Regions from separate parts of the Hordeum vulgare genome. Here region 2 is linked to region 1. A link is a contact called in public Hi-C data. All regions are on one chromosome and are shown on one strand. Each heading gives the region's core, a stretch centred on a gene start, on an enhancer-like site or on the middle of the called end of the contact. The rest is flanking DNA. Distances are from core to core; before and after follow the strand shown. Region 1 has its middle 47 kb from the start of LOC123409175. Region 2 holds the start of LOC123411516 (pathogen-associated molecular patterns-induced protein A70-like).

Region 1 (5,610 bases), core at 1,896-4,395:
AAATGACGTTTTCTCACTTCTCTCAGTATTTTTTGCTTGCCTATTTGACATAATTTCGTGTTTGCTTGCCCGACTTTTCCAAATTCATGATAATTTCATTATAGAGTTAATTTTCATTGTACAAAATAATTTAACAAAATAATTAGAGATAAAATTTGGGGCCGTTTGTAGCTACCACCACGGGTAGCAAATTATTTCTGTTAACTGGATCCTTGACATAGAGGTTCAACCGATAAGATCTTCATAGAATATGTAGGATCCAATATGGGAACCCAGGTCCCACTATTGGATATTGACCAGAGAGTGTCTCGGTCATTTCTACATAGTTCTCAAACCCGCACGGTCTGCACACTTAAGGTTCGGTGTAGTTGAATTATTGATGTTGGTAACCAAAGGTTGTTCGGAGTCTCGGATGAGATCCCGGACGTCATGAGGGTTTCCGAAATGGTCCGGAGACGAAGATTGATATATAGGAAGTATCCATTTGGCTTCCGAAAGGTTTTCGTGCATTACCGGTAAAGTACCGGGAGTGACGAATGGGTTCCGGAGTTCCACCGGGAGAGGCCACCCACCTAGGAGAGAACCAAAGAGTCCCAAGGGTGGTGCACCAGCCCTTAGTGGGCTGGTGGCTAGCCCAAGAAGGGCCACTTCGGTCGAAGAAGGAGAAAAGGAAAGGAGAGGTGGGCAAACCGAATTAGGGAAGGAGGACTCCACCTTGCAAGTTGTGTTGGAGGAGGACTCCTCCTTCTCCTCTCGCACCGATTGAACCCTAGAGATTTTTCCCTATGGCGCCACCCCTCCCTCCCATCTATATATAGTGGAGGTGAGAGAGGCTTTTGGCACCCCAAGCAATAGTGCAACCCTCTCTCCCTCCACCACTTCCTGACACCCCGTAGCTAGTTCGGTACGGCACGGCGAAGCCCTGCCGGAGTAGGTCCACCATCATCATCTCCACGTGGTCGTGCTGCCGGAGAATTCAGCTACCTCTTCATCTCTCTTGCTGGATCAAGAAGGCGGAGATCGTCATCGAGCTGTACGTGTGCTAAACGTGGAGGTGTCGTCCGTTCTGTACCAGATCGGGACGGAGTTCGTGGGACGCTTGCGATTTGGATCGCGAAGACGTTCGATTACATCAACCACATTTCTTAACGCTTCCCGCTTAGAGATCTACTAGGGTATGGGGATCCGATCTCCCCTCTCGTAGATGATCATTATCATGATAGGTCTTGCGTGTGCATAGGCTAATTTTTGTTTTCCATGCAACGTTCCCTAACAAATTGTCTGTCGGGCTACATTGATGTGGGAATCAGAAACTTTGTGGCATTTGATGACATGTTGTGTTATTTTGCACAATATGATCATCGATGATGAGGATGATGATGTAGCTCAAACCAATGCTTTTGAAGCACCTGAAGAACAAGTTGAAATTCCAAAAGATCAAGATGTAGTTCAGCTTATGAACTTTCTCCAAATGCATCAGAATCTGTAAGATCATCACGTGCATGCGCAACTACTCAATGATCTGACGAAGCATATGTGGATCCATGATGAAAATGAAAGACGAGATGATTGATTGTGCACTTTAAATAAATTTGATGTAAACGCTACTTATGTTCGATACCAATATTTATTGTTTTGATGTGACATTTAGTTTGTGTGATCAACAAACATGACTTTGCATGGATTTAAAAATCCGGATATAAGATAAGTGAATGCGAGAAGCAAAATATGAGGGACCGTCCACGTGTGTCTATGAACATGCCCGAACACGTCCGTACAGGGCCGGCCCTGAGGGGGGGGCGGGAGGGGCGGCCGCCCCGGGCCCCCCAAAACCAGGGGGCCCGCCCAAGTATGCGTCAGCACTCAGCAGTGAGCACCTCTATCAGATCGGGAATCGCTTGGAGCCGCCATGAAACTCAATAACCTGTTAGATCTGTCTCCTCGAGGAAGAAGGCTGAATCGTTCTTTTCCTTTAGCCGTTGGGCCTTGGTCTTTTTTCTTTCTTCAGCATGTGTCGTTCTTTGTGTGGTAGCTGTTGGGCGAGCTCTAAAAAAGTGACGATGGGCCACACTCGGCTAGTTGAAACAATTGGATTAGCAGTGCCTTCTTCTAAAAAAGGCAGTGCCTGTACTTTTCCTGTAGAAAAAACAATCAATTATCTCGAACGTAAAGGTGGGTCACACTGTCAGCTCCAATTCAAAATTACTGGTTCAGCACAATTAGCAGTCCTTTTTTTTCTAGCTGGAGCAATCCCTTTTGTGTAAGATGGAATCAACGATTAGTTGATCCTAAAAAGATAAATACTAATTCATATATTTTTAATAGTTTATTTCATATTAAAAATTGGTGATCGATTATTCTTTACTACAAATATCAACATCATTGGTGACTTTGCATCTAAGAATTAAAAACATTAAATAATATTTACAAATAACATAACATGGATATCATTTTGATGCAATTAGTTGTTCATTTATAACATTATATATTATATATTCATTTTCTTGATGATTGTGTTAAAGGGTCCCGTATTCTAGTTTCGCCCCGAGCCTCACAAATCTCAGGACCGGGGCTGCGTCCGTAGACGTATAAAGGGACGGATTCGTCCAGTCCGTTTATAGATGCTCTAATAGCACATAACAAACAAATAAGGGCATCATCAACCATCCTTGATCCCACTCGAATTACTGAAATGTTCTCTCAAAACAACGCTCCGGAAAGAAAATGACGCGTTAGCGTCTTGGTCGCTCTCGCCGGAATCCAGCCGGAGCAATCAAAGCAATGCCTTCGGCAAGAAGGAAAAAAAACTGCTATAAGCATTGAAGGTGAAAATAGAAAACATGACTAGCCCACGTCTGCATGAATGAAAAAGGCATAAAATCAGTTGCAAGTTGATCAACCAGTCTGACGTCTACCACGCAAAGCCACTGTCTTTTTTACTTTCCCGACGGCATACGCTGATGCAGACTATACAATGCCTCACGACGTGCGGAGAGAAAGGCGACCTGATACCGTTATACGTGACTACGTGAGACGGATGCCCGTTCTCCTTTTCGGCAGCACCGAGCGCACTCTTTGTCGGCATGGCACGATACGGCGAGCCAGCGATCCCGTTTTCCCTCGCGCACACGCTCACGTCCGTCCGGACGTCGCCGTTGCATGCGCGGGAGGCAGGAGGCGGGAGAAAGCGACGGCACAGGGACTCGATCGTCGGCCCACCACCCGTCGGCCGTCGCCAGCAAGCAGGTGATGAGATGAGATGCGACGCCCGGCGACGGGGACGGGGGAGACTGAGGTCTCAGGAGGACGAGGCCACAGTTTAGGACAAATCCTATTTAGGGCTGGACGCGTAGGTTAAAGTGTATTTTTTTGGCAAATGCTTACAGCCGAAGCGTCGGCTGAACCGTTCGGCCGGTCGCTCGCGGCTCGTGCGCTGGCGGCAATCATACGACATTTTTTAGTGCAGATTTGCTGTAACTATGTATAAATTTGAAACGTTGACCCCACACATGCAACATTTTTTTAATGCGGTTAAATTTGCTACAAGCCTTTTCTATTTTGTTGCAACTTGTTCATTAAAAAAGTTGCATCCATGTTTGGTTGCAACTCGAGTTCTTGATTTTTTTTGCTACAACCGACGTTTAATTTTTGCTACAACCATGTTAATTTTTGCTACAACCAGCATCATTTCTTGCTGCAGCCGTTTACTAAAAAAGTTGCATACACGTTCGTCAGAGTTACAACCCGAGTTTACCGGATTGTTTTGCTACAATCATTTTTTTGTTTTGCTACCACGCATCATCAGCTTCGTTTTTTTGCTACGATCACGTAGATATTTTTTTTGGTTACAACTTTTTTTTGCAACCGTTGACGAAATTGCTGCATCATGAACGAAATTTGTTGCATCGAGGAAAAATTGCTGCATGAAAATTTTTGCAACCGGCACAGAGCATTGCCCATTTTTCTTAACCGGCGCATGTAACGTTCGGTCATGGAAGATTTTTTCGGTTTTCTGAAGTTTCTAAAAGCTTCCTAGATGGATTTTCCAGGAGTAGTTTTTCTTTTCTTTACTCTTTTTATTACTTTTCATTTTCATTTTATTTTTATATATTTTTTATTTTTTGGAGAAAGCGCAGCTTTTTCTTATTAACTTCTTTTAGACGAACACACTTTTTTCCAAATCAATGAACCATTTTTTATAATTTTACGATTTTTTAATAAAATTGTATTAACTTTCCAAATATCGATGAACTTTTAAAAAAAATTGCTGCTTTTTTAAAATTTTGATGAACTTTTTTGAAATTCGGTGAACTTTTTTCAAAAATGATGAACTTTTTAAAGGTTTGTGAACTTTTTTTTCAGTTCACCGAACTTTTCCAAATCTTTTGTCAAATTAAAGAACTAATTTTCAAAATCTGTGAACTTTTTTTAGGTCACAGTGATTTTTTTTCGAATTCGTGAACTTTTCTTTCAACGTTTGTGAATCATGTTTTGCCTTTTATGAACTTTTTGTGTTAACTTTTTTTTTCTTTTTTAGGTTTTTATAAAAGAAATAAGCCCTGAAACTGGGCCACTCATTTTGCAGGGTGTGGGCGCTGGTTCTCCTAGCCTGCGCTTAAGGCGCCAACTAGGAGCTCCCATAGTTTAGTTTAGAACATACCTAGCAACGCTTTAAAACTGTGTGGCCCATAAACAATCACTATACGGATTTGACCATTTTTACCCCGTATAGTCAGCCCGATACGTAATTTTTTTTACAATCGCCCGGAAGCGATCCCGGGAGTTCCAGTTCGGCGCCTTAAGCATCGGAAAAGGTAGCCGGCGCCCATGCGCCCTACCTCATGGGTTGGTCCACAAACCGCAGGCTGGTAAAATTGTCTCACGGAAAAAATACGCAAAAAGTCATCCCCAATGACTTAAACTCGCGTTGTGCCGTTACAAAGGACGAAGTGATCTGCTAACCACTACAACTGCTAAACGATTGTGTTGATAGGAATGCAAATTATTTAAGAACCATTGTATCCATGCTATTTATTAGATTTTTGAATTATCTGGAAAATTTTGGAAAATGTTGATTCATTTTATGAAAAAGGCTTCACTTAATTTTAAAAAAATCATGAATTTCAAAAAACAGTTCATCAATTTTCTAAAAAGTTCATCAAATCTGAATAAAGTTCACTAGATTTGGAAAAAGTCCATCAAATTTGAAAAACAATCATCGATTTGAAAAAAGGTCATCAAAATGAAAAACGCTCATCCATAATTTTTTAAAGGTAGTCAATTTTTTTAAAAAGTCCATCAAAATTGAAAACTTCATGGATTTTCAAAAATACACAAATTTGAAAAACGTTCAACAATTTTAAGAAAAGATCAGGAATTTAAGAAAAAAATCCTCAAAGCATGAAGAAGAAAAACGAAAAAACCAAAAAAGTTAATCAATTTTCAAAAAAGTTTATGTTTTTTAAATGTTCATTGTTTTTAAAAAACGCTCATCCATAATTTTTCGAAAGGTCATCAAGTTCATTAAAATTGAAAAAATTCATGGATTTTTTTTTAAAATGATAACAAGTACATCAATTTTTAGAAAAGTTCACGGATCAAAGAAAAAAT
Region 2 (5,853 bases), core at 2,823-5,322, 400 kb before region 1:
CATGAAAAAGCATGTACGTGATCGTGGCAGTGCATTGGAGATGATGCACCAAGCGATGGAGGAGCATGCCGGCTAGAAGTCCAGATCGCCATGGAGTCGCTAGTGCGGGAGGTGGGTGGTGGGAGTCGCCATGAGGCACCTAGTATTTCTAGCTCCAAGTAAAATTACCGATTATTGTTAGAAGAAAGAGGGGATGCCTTACGGGGCATCCCCAAACTTAGTTGCTTGGTACTCCTTTGATATGGCCTTGGGGTGCCATGGGGCATCCCAAGCTTAGGCTTTTATCACTCCTTATTCCTTCATCAATCGTGATCTCACTCAAAACTTGAAAACTTAAATCACACAAAACTCAACAAAATTTTCGTGAGATACGTTAGTATAAGAAAACCAAACTTTACTTTAGGTACTGTTGAAAACCTATTCCAATTTTGTTTTTTCATTATACCTACTGTATTATAATTTTACCATTGCTTACCCCCCCCCCCGGTACAAACCATAAAATCATCAAAACAAGCACATAACGCAAAGAAAACAGAATCTGCCAAAAATACAACAGTCCGTAAAGATTCGTATTTTACTCATACTTATATAACTTCAAAAATTATTAAAAAATAGGAAAACGTAGGGGATTTGTATATAAATCTTGTGTAAAAAATTCACACACTTTTGACGGTTCTTTGATTTTTAGTATTTTTCTACTAGACGCAAAAGTTTCCGTTTTTCAACAAGATTAAAGCAACTAACACCCCACATGATCCCAAAGGCTTTACTTGGTACAGACACTAAATAAAACACAATTATTACAGTAGACAAATTGTGCAAGCACTCAATAATATAAATAAAAAGCGAAAAATAAATTTTATTCATTGGGTTGCCTCCCAACAAGTGCTATCGTTTTACGCCCCTAACTAGGCATATATCATAAATTTTAAGTGATGTCATCCTTAGTGATTGATCCATCAGTTGCCCTCATGATTGATTCATATGGTAATTTAATATTAGTTCTAGGAAAGTGTTCCATGCCTTTTCTCAGTGAAAACGAAAGTTTAATATTCCCTTCCTTCATATCAATCACGGCCCCTATAGTTCGCAAGAACGGTCTACCAAGAATTATTGAAGAAGATGGATTACAATCAATATCAAGAACAATAAAATCTATGGGCAAATAATTCCTATTTGAAATAATAAGAACATCATTAATTCTTCCCATAGGCTTTTTAATAGTAGAATCCGCCAAGTGCAAATTGAGAGAACATTCTTCGATATTTGTAAGAGCAAGCATATCACAAAGAGATTTCAGAATTATGGAAACACTAGCACCAAAATCACACAAATACTAGCACTCAAAATTCTTAATTTTCATATAAATGGTGGATTCCCATTCATCATATAATTTTCTAAGAATTGAAATCTCTAGCTCTAACTTTTCTTCCAAAGCTTTTATTACCGCATCCCAGATATGTTTAGTGAAAGATTTATTTTGTTCATAGGAATTGGGTAAATTTATGATTGATTGCAACATAGAAATACACTCAATCAAAGAGAAGCCATCAAAATCAAAGTTTTTGCAATCCGAAATAGTGGGTCCATCATTAGCTAAAGTTGTGACCTCTTCAATCTCACTTTTATCAATTTTTTCAATAAGACTTTCACCCTCCAAACCATGGGAACACCCTCTAGCTAAAGTTAAATCTTATTTAGTTACCTCATCGTTAATGTTAACATTACTAAACATGGAGTCAATATAATAAACACCAATCATTTTTAATTTCTTTGTCATCTTTATGAAAGCAATCGGGAAACGCTCTTTCTTGAAATTCTCTTTTAGCCCGAAGCATAGTGGTTCTTTTCTTCCTTTCATCTATGGAAACATATAAAGCTTTAATTGATTCATTAATATCAACCTTAGGAAAAAAATATTCTTGAGATTTTCTACATCATGCAAAATTCTATCAATCCTTCTAGACATATCATCAATCTTATTCAACTTTTCGTCTATCCTAGTATTGAAATATTTTTGCGCATTGATAAATTCCTTAATATTACTCTCAAGATCACAGACTATCCTAGCATTATTATTATGAGAATTAACATAGGAATAACCATAACTATTTGAATAACTTCAAGGATATGACCTATGATTAAAATTGTGCATATAAGCATTATTATTAAAATTGTCTCGTGAGACAAAATTCACATCTACGGGATCATTATTTTGCTCAATCAAAGTAGATAAAGGCACATCATTAGGATCCATAGAAGCATGCTTACTAGCAACCAATTTCTTAAGAGCATCAACTTTATCTCTCAAAGCATCAATTTCTTCAATAGAATTAACTTTTTTTACTAGTAGGAGCTCTTTCAGTATGTCAATGTGAATAATTAGCCATAATATTATCAAGCAATTTAGTAGCATAACCCAAAGTAATTTCCATAAAAGTACCACCCGCGGCGGAATCTAAAAGATTTCTGGAAGCAAAATTTAATCCCGCATAAATTTTTTGTATGATCATCCACAAATTCAAACCATGAGTTGGGCAATTTCCTATCAACAATTTCATTCTTTCCCAAGATTGGACAACATGCTCATGCTCAAGTTGTTCAAAATTCATAATCTGATTTGTAAGAGAAATAATTTTTGCGGGAGGAAAATAATTTGTGATAAAGGCATCTTTGCACTTGTTTCAAGAATCGATACTATTTCGTTGCAAAGATGAAAACCGATTTTTAGCACGATCACGCAAAGAGAACGAAAATAATTTCAATTTGACAATATCATTTTCCACATCTTTCTTCTTTTGCATATCAGAAAATTCTATGAAAGTGTTTAGATGGGACGCGACATCCTCCTTAGGAGTGCCAGAAAATCGCTCGAGACCGCACCCACGCGTGAGGGTAATTATTGACCGATGCGTCTGGAAACAACGCGACATCTCGAGACCGCACCCACGCGTGCAACCGGCCACACCCACGTGCCTAGGGTTGCATCGCGTGGGTCTGGCTCCACAAAAACGACCGATTTGAGCGTTCCTCTAGATGCAGGCCTAGAGGTGCTTTAATCTTCGTGCTATGCAGGGCCAACATTGAACGCGGGTAACCAAAAGAGCCTTTTTCTTCCCGCGCGGGCCTGACTGAGGTATATGCAACCAACCAAACACGCCCGAGGTGGCCGCCCTTGCTGTTGGCTGGCAAAGCCACCATGCCAGGTGGATAGAGGCCGACATGTCGTCCATCTACCCGGAGGTCTCCCACGATGACCCGCTCCGAAGATGAACCCGCGATGGAGACGGGCTTCAATGGCGACCCAGCACCGGAGCTCCTGTCGGTCCATTCCAACTTGACCATGGAGGAGTCGTACTTCAAAACCGCCATGATAGAGGAGCAACCGACACAGCCGCTCTAGTTGGTGTTCTCACAAACGCAGGAGGAGCAGTAGTACAACCACTCCCTCCTCGACAAGCACTAACTAGCGAAGGGTCCAATCTACAGAGACCATGCGATGAATGTGATATCGTTAGGTCCGGTCGCTTTTTAATAAAACACGTCGAAAATATAATGAATGTGCTCCTGTTTAGATGAAAATCATCTCATTTACATGTGATTCGTTCAGTTTGTTGAAATCAGGTTTGAAATGTATGCATGCAAGGCTGGACGGTGGGCTCCCTACCTAGTTGACTAGTCCGAATGTTGTGTCTGATTTAAAAGTCGAGTGCCCTGATAATTATCTCAAATATTTGCATAGGTCTCCTGAAGGACCAAATAGATACTCCTTTTTTCAGCCAAATGAAATGATTATAGAGTAATGAACAAAGGCATGCAGAGTCATGGAGACACAAATTGCAATTCTTACCATAAAACTCCATTTTTTTCCAGCCAAATGAAATGATTATAGAAGGAAAAAAAACTGGCCTTCGACTGTCCGCCTCTCCTCCCATCCCATGTGCGGGAAACGTCCCCACCTCTTTCTTCCCACCTTTAAATAAGCAGCACCCCCACTCTCTTCTCTTCCCCACCACCGCTTCCCACTTCCTCCGCCTCTCCCCACTCCCCCCCCCCCCCCCCCCCCCCCCCCAAAACGCCAAAACCCAAACCCCACTCGGCGGCGAAGAAGCGGCGCAATGCTGGAGGCGGCGATCCCTGCGCTGTGGAGCACCGTGCACGGGTGGTTCACGCCGTGGGTGCTATTCCTCGTGCTCAACATCGTCATCGGTACCATCGCCGTCACCTCCAAGTCCGCGCCCCCGGCGGGGAGCGGAGAAGGGGCTGCGGCCGCGCCTGGCGGCGAGAGGAGGAGCCTGTCCCGCGTTCCGTCAATGGCGCTCGACCGGCTCCGGTCGTTCAACATGTCCCGCTTCACCGCCCCCGCCCCGGAGGCCCCGGTGACCGAAGTACTGGATCTGGGGCAGTCGGACGAGCACCTGCCGCCCCTCGAGATGGAGGCACAGGCTCAGGGTGAGCACGAGCACGTGCACATGGAGAGGAGCATGTCGGAGGCGGCGGCCGAGGCCGAGCTGCCGCGGCTCCCGGCGCGGCTGCGCAAGTCGGCCAGCGACAAGTCGGCGTTCGCGCACTTCGTGGCCGAGGAGGACACCGAGGTGGTGGAGGCGCGCAGGCCCGCGACGACGAGGGACGGGGACCGCCGCCGCCCCCTGGCGGCGGAGCCGGAGGAGCCGGTGTCGGAGGAGGAGATCGAGGAGGCCGGCGGCGAGGTGGACGCGCGCGCCGACGACTTCATCAACAAGTTCCGCCACCAACTGAAGCTGCAGCGCATCGACTCCTTCATGCGCTACCGGGATACTCTCCGCCGCGGCCAGGCGACGGCCGTGGCGGGCGCCGAGAAGTAGAACCAATCCGGACGGAGAGACTCAGGTCAGGGGGGCTAGATGCAAGAACGACAAGAGATTCGGGGAGGAGGAAGAGGAGCCGGTAGTTTCTTCCTTCGTCCCCCCTTCTGTTTCGGTTTTTCCTTTTCTTTCCCCTGCTTGCTTGGATGCTAGTAACATATTCTAGTTTTGGATCAAAGAACTCTGCAATGTGGAAGTGGAACCATATGGTCCTGTGGATCGCAGCTCCGCGAATGCGTTCCGAAAGAAATTGGCAGCCAATCATCATCGTCTGTAAATCTCGTGCCATCTCTCACCACATTCTGGTTTGGTTCTGCAACCGTGGCCAGATGAACTGAACCCATTTTCGCAGGATTCTACTAGGACTTTTCGGTCCTTGCATCCATTAGTTAGCACTGGCAATCATCTCTGGCACCGCGAAATCACCACCGAATTCCTCCGTGCGACCAGGAGCACGCGTGCTTAGTAGTAGTCACCCAAGAACTCTTGTGCAGGTGGCTGGCACCGTAGCTCTTTTTTAATGATTTCTTATCGTTGCATACGACATGTGTTGCTCGTCATCTAATCATGGCGGTGTCATGCAAAAGTTTATCTGAATATGCATCGTACTTGTACGCAATCACGATATCTCCGGAAGGTACGGCCGGGGTTAACTCGCTAATCACACATATATAGAGTATTACTACTAGGAGTATCTCCGTCGTCAGCCACCACCTGCACCACACGTCTGGTTCAGCTTAGGGGAGAGGTGTCCCCTGCAACGACCGGTCTACCCTAGGCCGTCGTGTTCGGTCGCTTTCTCCTTATTTAAGCCGCCTCGGCTCGGCAGTACAGTCTGGGGGGTTCACATGGCTGGCGCTCAGCTCGGCTTAATCTACTGTCCATTGGCGACACCTGCTGCCCGGTTACGCTTACCTTAATGCGATCCTGGCAGCGCCCGGTCGGCGCCCTGATGCGGACTGCCGCGGTATCGTAATACGGTTAGGTGGTGGCGTTAATCCTGATTGTT

The links. Hi-C and Micro-C count contacts between places; a contact is called where the count stands out from the background.
Region 2: a Hi-C map of leaf shows a contact between it and region 1, with 4 times the contacts expected there. The contact joins the promoter of LOC123411516 here to the enhancer-like site in region 1. A contact is called at or near these places in 2 of 6 Hi-C or Micro-C datasets (leaf and seedling) and 1 of 1 datasets of contacts at active chromatin or transcription factors (embryo).

The regions. Positions count from the first base shown.
Region 1 is chr7H:506,237,601-506,243,210 of MorexV3_pseudomolecules_assembly, reverse strand. No RefSeq gene overlaps it. Among protein-coding and RNA genes, the nearest start is that of LOC123409175, 47 kb to the left of the region's middle. Within about 2 kb of position 3,145, at least 1 of the 3 cell types and tissues checked has open chromatin away from gene starts, as enhancers often do. A contact at or near this core is called in leaf, where this site is marked.
Region 2 is chr7H:506,641,892-506,647,744 of MorexV3_pseudomolecules_assembly, reverse strand. It overlaps LOC123411516 (pathogen-associated molecular patterns-induced protein A70-like), which reads left to right and starts at 4,072. Exons shown (of 1, transcript XM_045104479.1): 1 at 4,072-5,122. The coding sequence starts at 4,119. The coding sequence ends at 4,844.